Linked DNA regions of Mus musculus: region 1 is linked to region 2. Evidence: chromatin contacts called from public Hi-C data. All regions are on one chromosome and are shown on one strand. Each heading gives the region's core, a stretch centred on a gene start, on an enhancer-like site or on the middle of the called end of the contact. The rest is flanking DNA. Distances are from core to core; before and after follow the strand shown. Region 1 overlaps Arhgap22 (Rho GTPase activating protein 22). Region 2 has its middle 35 kb from the start of Lrrc18.

What was found. Hi-C and Micro-C count contacts between places; a contact is called where the count stands out from the background.
Region 1: a Hi-C map of cerebral cortex shows a contact between it and region 2, with 2.9 times the contacts expected there. The contact joins two enhancer-like sites. A contact is called at or near these places in 4 of 484 Hi-C or Micro-C datasets (cerebral cortex, cortical neurons, embryonic stem cells and 1 more).

The regions. Positions count from the first base shown.
Region 1 is chr14:33,295,508-33,301,016 of GRCm38.p6, reverse strand. Arhgap22 (Rho GTPase activating protein 22) reads right to left here. Exons shown (of 11, transcript NM_153800.4): 4 at 2,226-2,313. Among named protein-coding and RNA genes, the nearest start is that of Gm41130, 66 kb to the right of the region's middle. Within about 2 kb of position 3,781, at least 29 of the 459 cell types and tissues checked have an H3K27ac peak or open chromatin away from gene starts, as enhancers often do. A contact at or near this core is called in cerebral cortex, where this site is marked.
Region 2 is chr14:32,953,004-32,958,767 of GRCm38.p6, reverse strand. No RefSeq gene overlaps it. Among named protein-coding and RNA genes, the nearest start is that of Lrrc18, 35 kb to the left of the region's middle. Within about 2 kb of position 2,042, at least 23 of the 459 cell types and tissues checked have an H3K27ac peak or open chromatin away from gene starts, as enhancers often do. A contact at or near this core is called in cerebral cortex, where this site is marked.

The DNA of each region.
Region 1 (5,509 bases), core at 2,532-5,031, 340 kb before region 2:
AATATATGATTTATGTGATAGGTGGAATAACAGGTCACTAAATATCCATTTGCCAACTCTCAGGACCTTTAGAATATATTTGTTTTCTATGACAAAAGACCCATCCTTCTAGACAAAGAAATCCTTGCAAATAGCTCTGCCCTAGATTAGGGACACAGAACTGGTGGCTCCCCTCCCCCAACTCATTCTTGGGGCACATGTTCAGTGCCGTTCTCTCAATATGGACAGAGTACACTCAGCTCCACTATGCCCTCTGGCCTTGCCTGGCCAGCTGCTTCCCAGGCCCAGAGACTGCACTTCGGCCTTGCCTTCCCCAGGCCCCTAAGTCCTCACTCCCCCAGTCAATAGGGCCTTCCTCTTCTCTACCTTCACTGCAGAATCTTTATTCATGTCTCACAGTGAACTAAGCCTTTCTTCTCTTGCCCAGTGGAGTTTAACTCAACCATAAAGAAGAATTTAATTGGATCGTCTGCAGAAAAAAATGGATACAACTGAAGGTCACCATGTTAAGTGAAATGGCTCAAACTCAGAAAGGCAGATAATATATTTTCTCTCATTTGTGGATCCTAGATTTTGGATAGATGTAGAAAATCATATACACACATACATATGTAACATGCACATATCTACATATATACGACATAGAATAGAAATGAGATTAGGGGAAAGGGGAAAGGCAAGGCCTTTGTCTAATTTGTGTCCCAAGTCCCTCCTGCTTGTACTTTCTGAGTGCAGTTTTAAATCTAGGCTTGGGATTACAGTCATGTGCTACCATGGACTGAAAGGTGTGTGTTTGTACTTTCACTCCACCTCCCAGAATTCCCGGAATGTCGGGCGGCAGATCTCTGGCCCCAGCCTGGGCCCATCTTATCCCTTAGTAGACAGCAAGAGCCTGGTTATTTCCTTGTGGTGTTTGGGGTGTCTACTGCACCCCTCGGTGTTTGTATAGGTACTGGCTCACAGACTCCACCCATGGAGAATCTTAAATACTCAATGGTCCCCAGAGGAAGGATCTTGTTCATGCTCCCACCCCTACAACCATTCCTCCCATCACGCTGGTGGTCTCTTCCCTCCAGTCTCTGCATCTCTCCTCAAAGGCCTCTGTCACAGACATTTTTGGCCCTTGTATCTTATATCTTATATCTTATATCTTATATCTTATATCTTATATCTTATATCTTATATCTTATATCTTATATAGATAGGCCAGAAATGTCAGGGTTAACTCCTAAGGGTGTATCTCTCAAGAGCTTGCAGGCGGTAATTGGTGGGATGCCTCCAGCCATCCATTACCTGGATAAGACACCTTTCAGGCCCACCCCACCTCACCTCAGATGGCCCCAGTGAGGCAGAGCTGGGTGTCACTGTATCAGGCCATTCATTAACACACCCTGGCTGGTCCTTTCCCTGTGCCCTTCCTCATGCTCTGAGGGGACCATCTCTAGAATCCAGTGTTCAGATCCTGTCTCAGGCTGATTCTGGTGGAGGTCAAGGGAAATAAAAACCCTGGCAAAATGAGCCCTGCTGTGACACGCGGCTCATACCACAGACACATACTTAGCTCAGTAGGGACCACATTGAACAACCTGGAACTGTAAAAGCCTTTTTTGTGACTGCTAACAGAACAGTGGGTCTGGGGGAAAATCTCCCTCTCATTTTACTGTAAGTCTGCTTTGGGAGTCATAATAACCGGTATGATGGCCTTCTGTATTGGTTAGCATTTAACTGTGACCTTGTTTCCATATGTAGGTTTGCAGCCTCGCTAAGGCAGTGGTTCTCAGCCTGTGGGTCTCGACCCCTTGGTGGGTCACAGATCGGGTATTTACATTACTATTTGTAACAACAGCAAAAATACAGCTATGAAGTAGCAACAAAGTAACTTTGTGGTTGGAGGCCACCACAACATGAAGAACTGTGTTAAAGGGGTGTAACATTAGGAAGATCAAGGTCCACTGCCCTATGGCATCTTTGTATGTTTGCTTGGGTGAATCATGAGTGTAAAAACCAACATTTTCTCTTCTCTGAGGACTAATTATCCAAATAATAAGATTAAAATTTCTAATTTCTTCCCCCAGTTGTTCTAGCTTTGCCCACATTTCTGCCTTAGCTTGGGGACAATATCAGCCCTCCTGTAAGACATAGGATTCTGGGGGTAGGAGCACAGTCATGCCCCAATGGGGGGCCACCGGGACCATCTCAGCACACACGGGCACCCTTTGGCTTACCTGGCGTAATCTCAAACAGGTGCTTTCCTGGGTCCTCAGGGTCTGGAAGAAGTTCGGTCACTTGTGTCCCTTGTAGAGAAATAAATCCCTGAAATGGAGACAAACACAAATAAGAAACCCGAGCTGTCTGGGAAAGGGCTCTTCGGAGTGGGGGGAGGTGCTAGGACAGGGCCCAGCCCTTCTCCTGCTGAGGCAGGCTGGGTGCCAGTGAGAAGGATGTGTGTCTTTTCTGCAGCACAGGACCAAGCACAGAGGACCCCCTCCCCATCTGCACATTCAGCTGGAGGGTGGGAGGGGCTCTTCCAACAAGGGTGGGCGCAAGAGGGTGGGCCAGGACTCCCAGTGTAAGACTAGGCAAAACAAGACCAGAGCCAGGAGGACAGAGCTGGGTACTCCTGCTATTCCTCCCTGCCCCCCCCCCATTCCAAAGATTCACTGTAGGATCCCATGTGTGGAGCAAGAGGGGAGAGCCCTGGAGGCGGCACGTGGGACAGGCAGCATCCAAGATCTATGCGGGTTCAATCCCCTGTGGTCAGGCAGGATGAGGCTTCACTCACTTCTCGTTTGGTTTTATTTGTGTATTCGATTAATTATTAGGAGATTATCACTGCCGTGCTGGAGCTCAAACCCAGGGCCTCTCATTCTCCAGGCATGGGCTCTGCCACTGAGCTGCATCTCCAGCCTGATGGTTTTCCACTTTACCTACAGAACAGGAGTCACCAACATGCACAACATCACAGCCTTGACAGTGCCTAGCACAGCTGTCCTTTGGAATCCACGGTGTATTGGCTCCAGGACCCCCTTAGATGCTTTCTATGAAGCTCGGTCTATATGTCTGTATAATGGAACAGTAAGAGAGTTCCATAAGCTAGATTCCTGCTTGGTAAATCCTGCATGCTGTGTTGCTTCTCTCACACACAGGCCAGCCAGAGCCCTCCTTACTATCTGGAGGATTTCCTTAAGGCCACGCATGCTCAGCTTTGCTTAGCTCACACTCTAAGTGGCCTGACTACTCACACCTCTATCCTCTCCACGGAAAACCCCGTGGAGTTTAAACTCCATTCCCATGGTCAGATCTTCAGGGTGAAAGCCTGGCTCAGCTTTAGATAAACCATGTCCCTTCTCTGTACCTCAGTTGCTCTACCTGTGCATCCTAGGAGTTCCTGTTCTGAGCAGAAATGGAGGGATATCTGAGATGTCCTGAGCATAGGTCCTGGCACATAGTGAGAACAACTGTATGTGCTTGGTTCTGAGACATGGTTTCCCCATGTAACCCTGGCTGGTCTGGAACTCATCATGTAGACCACGTTGGCCTTAATCTCATAGAGATCTTTCTGCCTCTGTCTCCTGAGTGCCCATGATTAAAAGTGTGTACCATCATGCTGAGCTGAGAACTGTGTTAGCGAAGCAAACCTCTCTATTACATCTGGGCTCCATACCAGGTGGGAAAACATCCCAGGTGGGTGGCTCAGCGCCTGCTTCCACACTTCCCTCCCCCGTTCCTGTGCCTGCTAGCAGACGCTCTACTCTCGGGCCTGGACCATTTTAGTGTATTCCTATAATGTCCTCACAGTAGACTACATCCTGCTGCGCAGATAAGGAATCTGGGGGTGGGGAACATTAACCTGAAGAAGAGTCAAGTCATTTTTGGCAAGTTCTGGCTCTAGCAGGGCAATGGGAGCCTTATGTCTGCTGGCATCTGTGCCTCGGGAGCATATGGAGATGCCTCTTCTCATTTAAGCAACATCAAGGCGGACTGGTATCTGTACCCACAGAGGCTGGCTCTAGGGAAATTATAGCAGTAAGCCAGGGATCCAGCTGGTAATTGCTGTAACTGAATTACTGGTTGCATTCTTGCTAGGGAGCCTGGAGCTACAGGGAATAAATTAGGACAGCAGCCCCAGGATGGGAGAACGTGCTCATTAGAGGGCGTGGGCGAGGTCCATCACTGGGTCTCGGCACATGCTGTTTCCGTTCCGTAACTGACACTGCGATGGGGTACATTGCTGTGCGTTTCCCCTCTGCTTCAGGAACTGTCATCCGCACAATGGGAGTAGCAGTATCATCACTGACATCACTCTTTATGGAGGCTAGAGGGAAAAGCAGAAATAGCTTCTGTTGTGGGAAATGGTCCTATGTTCCTGGCTCTTAGCCTACATGATTGACTAGAAGCTCTGCGGGGCAGGTGCTGCTATTGATACCTCGCTGCACTAGAGGATGGTGTTGGGGGAGGCAAAGGGCAGAGTCCCATCTCTGCTACCACCTGGGATTTGAGCTGTCACTTCCCATCCTGCTCCCCATTGTGACAGCAGCTTCCCAACAACTCAGCCAGCTTCCAAGAAGCTGCTGCGGGAGAGCCAGATGGGGATTTTGGGGTCTATAAGTCCCTTTGTACCTCCACCTAATCCCTGTGTGGCCCTGTCACTGCAAGGGACCTTGACACCAAACCTGTGGCTTCACCCAATACCCCGAGCCTCCCCAAGGTTAGGACTGAAGCTTTGATCTGAGGGTACTGGAGTAGGGCAGGTTGTGGTGGTCCCAAGAAGTCTGCTCTCCTGTTCGGTGGTGTGGTGTGTGTTAACACTATGGTGAATGTGTCTGTAAGGAGTCTAACAAAGAAGAATTCCTATAACAACCTTGACCTTGTCTCCCAAGCTACCGCAGAGCTTGTTGAACACAGAGGGCTTGCTTGTGTAGTCTTACAATACAGAAGACAAAACACCCAGCTTACATGTTTGCCGTCCTCTGTAGGACACAGGTTTCTTTCCTTCATGGCCATTTTCATGATGTCACTGAACGTGGGGTTGGGACGAGACTCACTCTAGCATTTGCCTCTTGTGATCATCTCAGAATACCGGGCACAGTCAATGCAGCCAGATGAGAAGGGGTGCAGATGAGAGCTGAATTCTCACCTTTGCTTTCACTACGATTCATTTAACTGAGGGTCTGGGTGAATCAATTGTGCACCACAGGCCTGCCTGTTCAGAGTAGCACGGGACTCCACCCTGGAGTTTTGAATTCCACGGCTTTGTAGAAAGTAGCTGGATCTGTATTTCTGCTTAATTTGCTGATGTTGGTGGCCCCAGAAATACTCTGAGACCTGCTGCTCTAGAGTAGGAAAGGGTGTGTACCTTTCCTATGAGTTTAGTCCTTACTTAAATTTGCTCCCCTGTAGAATAACTCCCTGACCCACTGTGGCAAGGCAATGGGTCGTGATCTACTCTAGAGAGACGATATGGACTTCGGTTGAAATTCTGTGCCCTAGGCATGCAAGTCACAGGAAC
Region 2 (5,764 bases), core at 793-3,292:
AGAATACTGCTCCTTAGGAAGGCCAAGAGGCATGCCATAAATATCAGGGCTGGGCCTGCAGGCATTTTTCAAAACACAATCTTTAGCATTTATACAGAGTCGAAAGGTATGCTGGCCAAAAGTCTGCCTTCAGTCCACTCATTCTGTAAGAGTTTTAGCTTCTATTCACCCCCTATCAAATAGTTCTGGGATTTGCCAGCCTAGCCTCAACCTGCTCCTGCTGGGTCTGAACTACAAGAGGAGACAAGCTTGGGTCTTCATGCTAGAGTCTTAGGGCTAAGGTGTCGATGCAAACAAGGGAGACTCGAGGTGATAAGAAACGATATCCCATACTATAGAGTAGGCACAGGCGACCTTCTAGCTGCAGTTAGCTCAGGGGTGTAAAAGTACCCCATGCTGGGTAGTTTAAGTGACAGAAATGATTTCATAATTCTGGGGGCTAGAAGTCAAAAGCCAGGGTGCAGACAGGTTCATTTCCTTCTGGGCCTCTCTGACTTGTAGAAGGCACTTTCTCCTGTATCCTGCATCCTTGTGTGGCCTTCCCTCTGCCTGTCTGGACCCTACTATCTTCTTAGAATGACACCAGTTCTAATGGATACTAATCCATCAGTATCCCTTGCGAAGGCTCTGGGCGTGTCAGGCTGCAGGAAAGAAGAGCCAATGGACCAAAGTGGAAGCTATTGCCTTTATCCAGGGGCTGGAGGCTGATGAAGGGCAGTGTGAGTGAGAGCAAGGATCAGAGATGGCCCTCCTTAGGGAGCAGCTCCCCAAGAGTCAGCTAGGCAAGGATTGTGTGGCAGAGCTCAGAGCTGATGGTCCCAGGAGTGACAAGCTGGAGTCCAAACAAACACCCTCCATGTGTGGAGGAAGTTAGAGGAGAACTGTGTGGGGGTGTCATGTGTGCAGGATAGAATGTGGCCAGGGAAAGATGGATACCATGGAATTGATGGAGGTACTGTGAGGATGGGGAGGAGCTGCAGGAAGATAGGGTACTGTGGAGGAGAATGGGACAAGATGGGAGAACTGGCCACTGCTGTGGATCTGGGAAGATTTGGTGGCACCTGGCAATGGGGTCTTGGATGCATGTTACCTGCAGGAGGAAAACTGCTTCATACTGATCCAGAGGAGGACACAGATGTCCCTGAACCCTGGAAGATGAGTCTGGGTTGCAGACTCCTGAGGCATCGGCAGTAGATCATCCTGGGGTGAGGTGGGGGACTAGAGAAGACAGAGCAGAGCTGGGGTGAGGTCGAGAGGCCCTGATCCAGTAGAGGCTAAGGCCAGGCATTTGTGGCAGCTTTAGCAGGAGGTTCTTGCTGACCTAAGTGACCTCAGTCATTCAGTCACATGGTACTAGGCACCCTGGTCTGATGGAGGGGAGACAGGGCAGATGCCTGGGGAGGATGAGAGAGAGAGAGCTGATTTGGTATCACAGCCACAACTGAAGTCTGTCAAAGCAGGAGCATCAGCTACTGGGGACAAGGAGAGACAATTATCCAGATCCCTGCTGCCTTGCCGAGGTCTGAGCAGGGTCCATGAAAAGCCTGTAGGCACAGATGGTACCTGAGACAGAGCTGGAAATACTCCATTAAGTGAGTAGGTGACGGGTCTGGGACCATTCACTACTAGCGTCTCTACTTCCTGCCAACCGCAGCTTGTTTCTGCATCTGTAAAACAGGACCCCGGTGTCTGTCTTTGGACTTGTCACGAGATTGAAATAGTGTTCAGTGTATAATAAAATGATAGAATATAGAGTAAGGCACATTCTGTGATATATGACTTATCATAAATACAATGAAATGCTTGGGGAAGGAGCCAGCTCAGGCTGACATCCATGGCACGCTGCAAGCTTTCACTTTATAATGTGTCCATCCGTTCACTCACTAGTGTGTCTTGTTGAGCCAGCCCCTGTGCTGGAGCTCTGTGACAAGGCTGGGAAGAGGGGCAGGAGGCAGGGAGCAACAGGGGTGAGGATAGCACGTAGACTTGCTCCCCACACTACATCTGAGGCCACTGCAGAAGTGCGCACTGGATTGTGCCGCTTCTGAAGCACGCTGGGATGGGAGCCAGGCTCTCAGCAGTCCTGGCACTGTACACGGGAGGCCTCCTCTTCAAACATGAGGAAACATGACAGAATGGAATGAAGAGGCTGTCACCTCTGCCACGCAGCTGGCCAACTAGCTTGTGGTTCCAAAGCCTCTGAGGTCAGGGACCTCATACTTCACCCGCTGTAATCTGCTCAGCTCTGGCCCAGCAGCCATGCGGCCCCTACCACACTGGTTACAAGGGTCCCACTCACCTCACTTTGAGCCTCTACTCCACAGGGACATGCCAGCTCTGGTCACCTTCCAGGGGCATGCGCTAGTCCAGCGATTTGTTTCAGAATGCACGCCCTGATCCTCACTCAGCCTGCTGCATCCTATGAGGGATGAGGCAAGGCAGTCTGTGCAGCTGGACTCATCCTAACTAGAGGACTGAGGAGAACAGGGCTTGCTCTGAAAGCACAGGGTTGGCATAATGATGGGCACATGAGTTCTGGCAGCTGTCTCCCAAAGGCTCAGGACAGACCCTTCTGTAAATCTGGACAGGACTGGCTTTACCTGAGACACACACACACCCACCAAATATTCCTTGTACCTGAGAGATTCAATTTTAACCAGGTGTCTTGTGTTTGTATTTACCAAATGGTGACTATCAGGACTATATAGATGACAAATGAATTGTTTATATAGAGAAGACTGGCATTTAACAATGGAGTCTCAGAGAGGGCTCATGAGTCTTGGGACCACCAAGGGACTTCTAGGTTCTTTCTGGCAATCTTTCACAGGCCATGGCCTCCTGATCTACCTTGGCCCCTATCTTTCATTCCTTCATGTTCCAGGAGAGAAGCTCGGTCCATGGAAGTGACAGAAACTGCCTGACCCAAACCAGCAGCAGGAGCCATCATGGAGAACCGAGTCTCAGGGACTGTGGAGAACTCAGAGATTGGATTTGCCCATATTAAAATGCAGCAAGGCAGGGCACATTTGGGGAGGAATAGACTCTTCAGATGGAAATCTAGATGAAATTTGTTTAACATAAAAATCAAATCTTGCTGAGCCCAAATCAGCTTTCTATCAGTGAGTTCTTGGGCACATATCACATGTCAGACGGAGGTAGGGGTGTGTTCGTGCGTGGGGGCGTGTCAACTGCAGGCATGTGTGTGTGTGTGTGTGTGTGTGTGTGTGTGTGTGTGTTTGTGTGTGCGTGCTTTGGTTTCAGTTTTTCTCTTAAGACAAGCTTCCTGAAGTGCCTTTGTTAGCCTCCCCAGTAAACAGCAGGATACCCCAAATTGCTTCCTGCCCCCAAGTTCCTGGAGGTTCAGAGAGTACTTGTGTTTGCCTTGAGCTGAGATCTGAGCTAAGCTCTGCCAAACTGCTGTATCCTCGTAACACCCCTGTCTAAGATTCTTCACTATCTTTTACCAGGAATGTACCACAATAGCTTTCATGATCCCATCATGATGGGAAAGGGCAAAGAACACTCTACAGGTGCCATAAAAGTGATGCTTTGCAGCCTGAGGTCTGCACAGGAGTCCTTACTGATAGAGATGATGCTACCATCCACTGAAGCACTTGGCAAGCCGTTCAGTCACCTGCCTTGCATGGGGTCCATTGAGTATACAGTCTATGCCAAGCTGAGAAACTGACAGAAAAGGGCTGAGCCCAGGCAGAGTTCCTTAAAATCTGTGGCCATTGTGGGTTACACAAAACCTCTTATTGTCGTTTTACAGCACAGGGGGGAAAAGCAATTAATGATGTGTAGGTTGTTCTGAAAGTTAAATATGATAATTGTATGAAACTCCTAGTACAGAGCATGGGCCTTGGAAGCAGTAACAGCCATGAGAGCAGATGTAGTTTTCACACAGAGTCCGAAATGAGACCGGTGCCTTGGCCTCTCCTTCCCTCCCTCTGCCTCTAGCTGTGTGAGTTCCCGTTGAGATGTGACATGGTTCCCCGTTGCTGCAGCACTCTGAGATGTGACATGGCTCCCTGTTGCTGCAGCACTCTCAGGTTGTCTAGTTCACCCACTCGGTTATATACACAGTATTTGTCTTCAATGTCACTCATTTCATTGTTCTCAACACTAACTCCCTTTATGCATCTGTGATCTGTGAAGCCACAGGTTGGATGCAGTCTGTGGCTTTGTGTAGTTAACACAAAGATAGATGGAAAGGAAAGCCTTGGCTATGCATTCAAGTGTCCCTGGGACCCCTGGGGCCCTCTGAAAGAATCTGTCCTTACCAGGGTCCTAGGGCAGAAAGTGAATTTTGTCTAGGAAGCATATGCCCAAAATGAGACCCTGAACACATTCTCCCAAGCCAAGGGAGCGGGGCCAGAAGCAATAGTGACACCCACCCAGGCCGTAATGAAAAATTCCTGAAGTTTATTGATAAATAATACAGTAAAAACACACAAGACACTTGAACTTACACTTCAAACCAAGAAAATCCCTGCTTGGCAAACAGGCACACAGAAAGGCTCTCAATGTCGCTGTCATTAAAATGCAAATAAGACCTGGGAGCATTGGCACAGGATTTTGTTTCAGCACCAGGGAGGTGAAAGGATCAGGGCATCCTCAGCTACTTAGTGAGTTCAAAGCCAGCCTGGGATACTCGAGCCTCAAAATAGTTTTAAAAATAAGTGGTTAGTAGAAAATAAGGGAAAGGGAACCAAGAAAGGAAGGAGAAGAGAAGAAAAGAAAGGAGAGAGGGAACAAGAGAGGAGGGGGGAAAAGAAGGGAAGGGAGAAAGAGGAAGGGGAAGTGAGGAAGGAAGGGAGAGGGAGGGAGGGAGGGAGGGAGGGGAGGGAAGGGAAGGGGAAGGAAGAGGGATGAAGGAGGGAAGAAGGATGAGGGAGGGGGAGGGGAGGGGGGAGCGTAGAGGGGGGATGGAGGGAGAGGGATGGATGAGGGAGGGGGAGAGGAGAGGGATGAGGGAGGGGGAGGGGAGAAGGATGAGGGAGGGAGAGGGATGGATGAGGGAGGGAGAGGGATGAATGAGGGAGGGGGAGGGGAGAGGGATGAGGGAAGGGGTGGGGAGAGGGATGAGGAAGGAGGAGGGAGGGAGGGGAGAGGGAAGGAGGAGGAGAGAAGAGAAGGGAGGGAAGAAGGAATGGGGGGGGAAAGCAAGCACATGGAGACAACGACAGCATTTGTAAAACACCCCCCCACCCCCGCTAAAACCCAGAAAACTATGCACCCTGAGGGCCGGCAGGCAAGGCTATGAGGGAACCCACATGCTGTTTAGCCCACAAGACATGAAATGGTGCAAAGGCTTGCTTGATGGAATGTGCTGTCTTCACAGTGTGGAAGTGGCTCTAGAAAACCTGCCAGTGCTGCCCTATGCGGGATATGGTTGTACCTCCCAAAGCTACAGCAAACTGCAAACAGACATCTAAACCGAACACTGCTGTACATTCACACCCTGAGCATTCTGTTGCTTTTCCTGGTCCTGGGGCTTTGGACTGGAGCTGAGGCCCGATGCTGCTGCCCAGTACCACAAGCCTAGGACCAGCGTGAACTCTGAAGTCTGACGTTCAGTTTCCATGGATTGTGTCTCATGTTCACACTGTCACATAGTAGGAAATTCCTCAGCTGGACAGCATCAGCTGGAAAGTATGTCCACAAACACATGATGGAGGAGGATGCCTGAATAGAGGAGCCTGGAAACTAATTTCTAAGGTGTGTGTGTGCGTGTGTGTGTGTGTGTGTGTGTGTGTGTGTG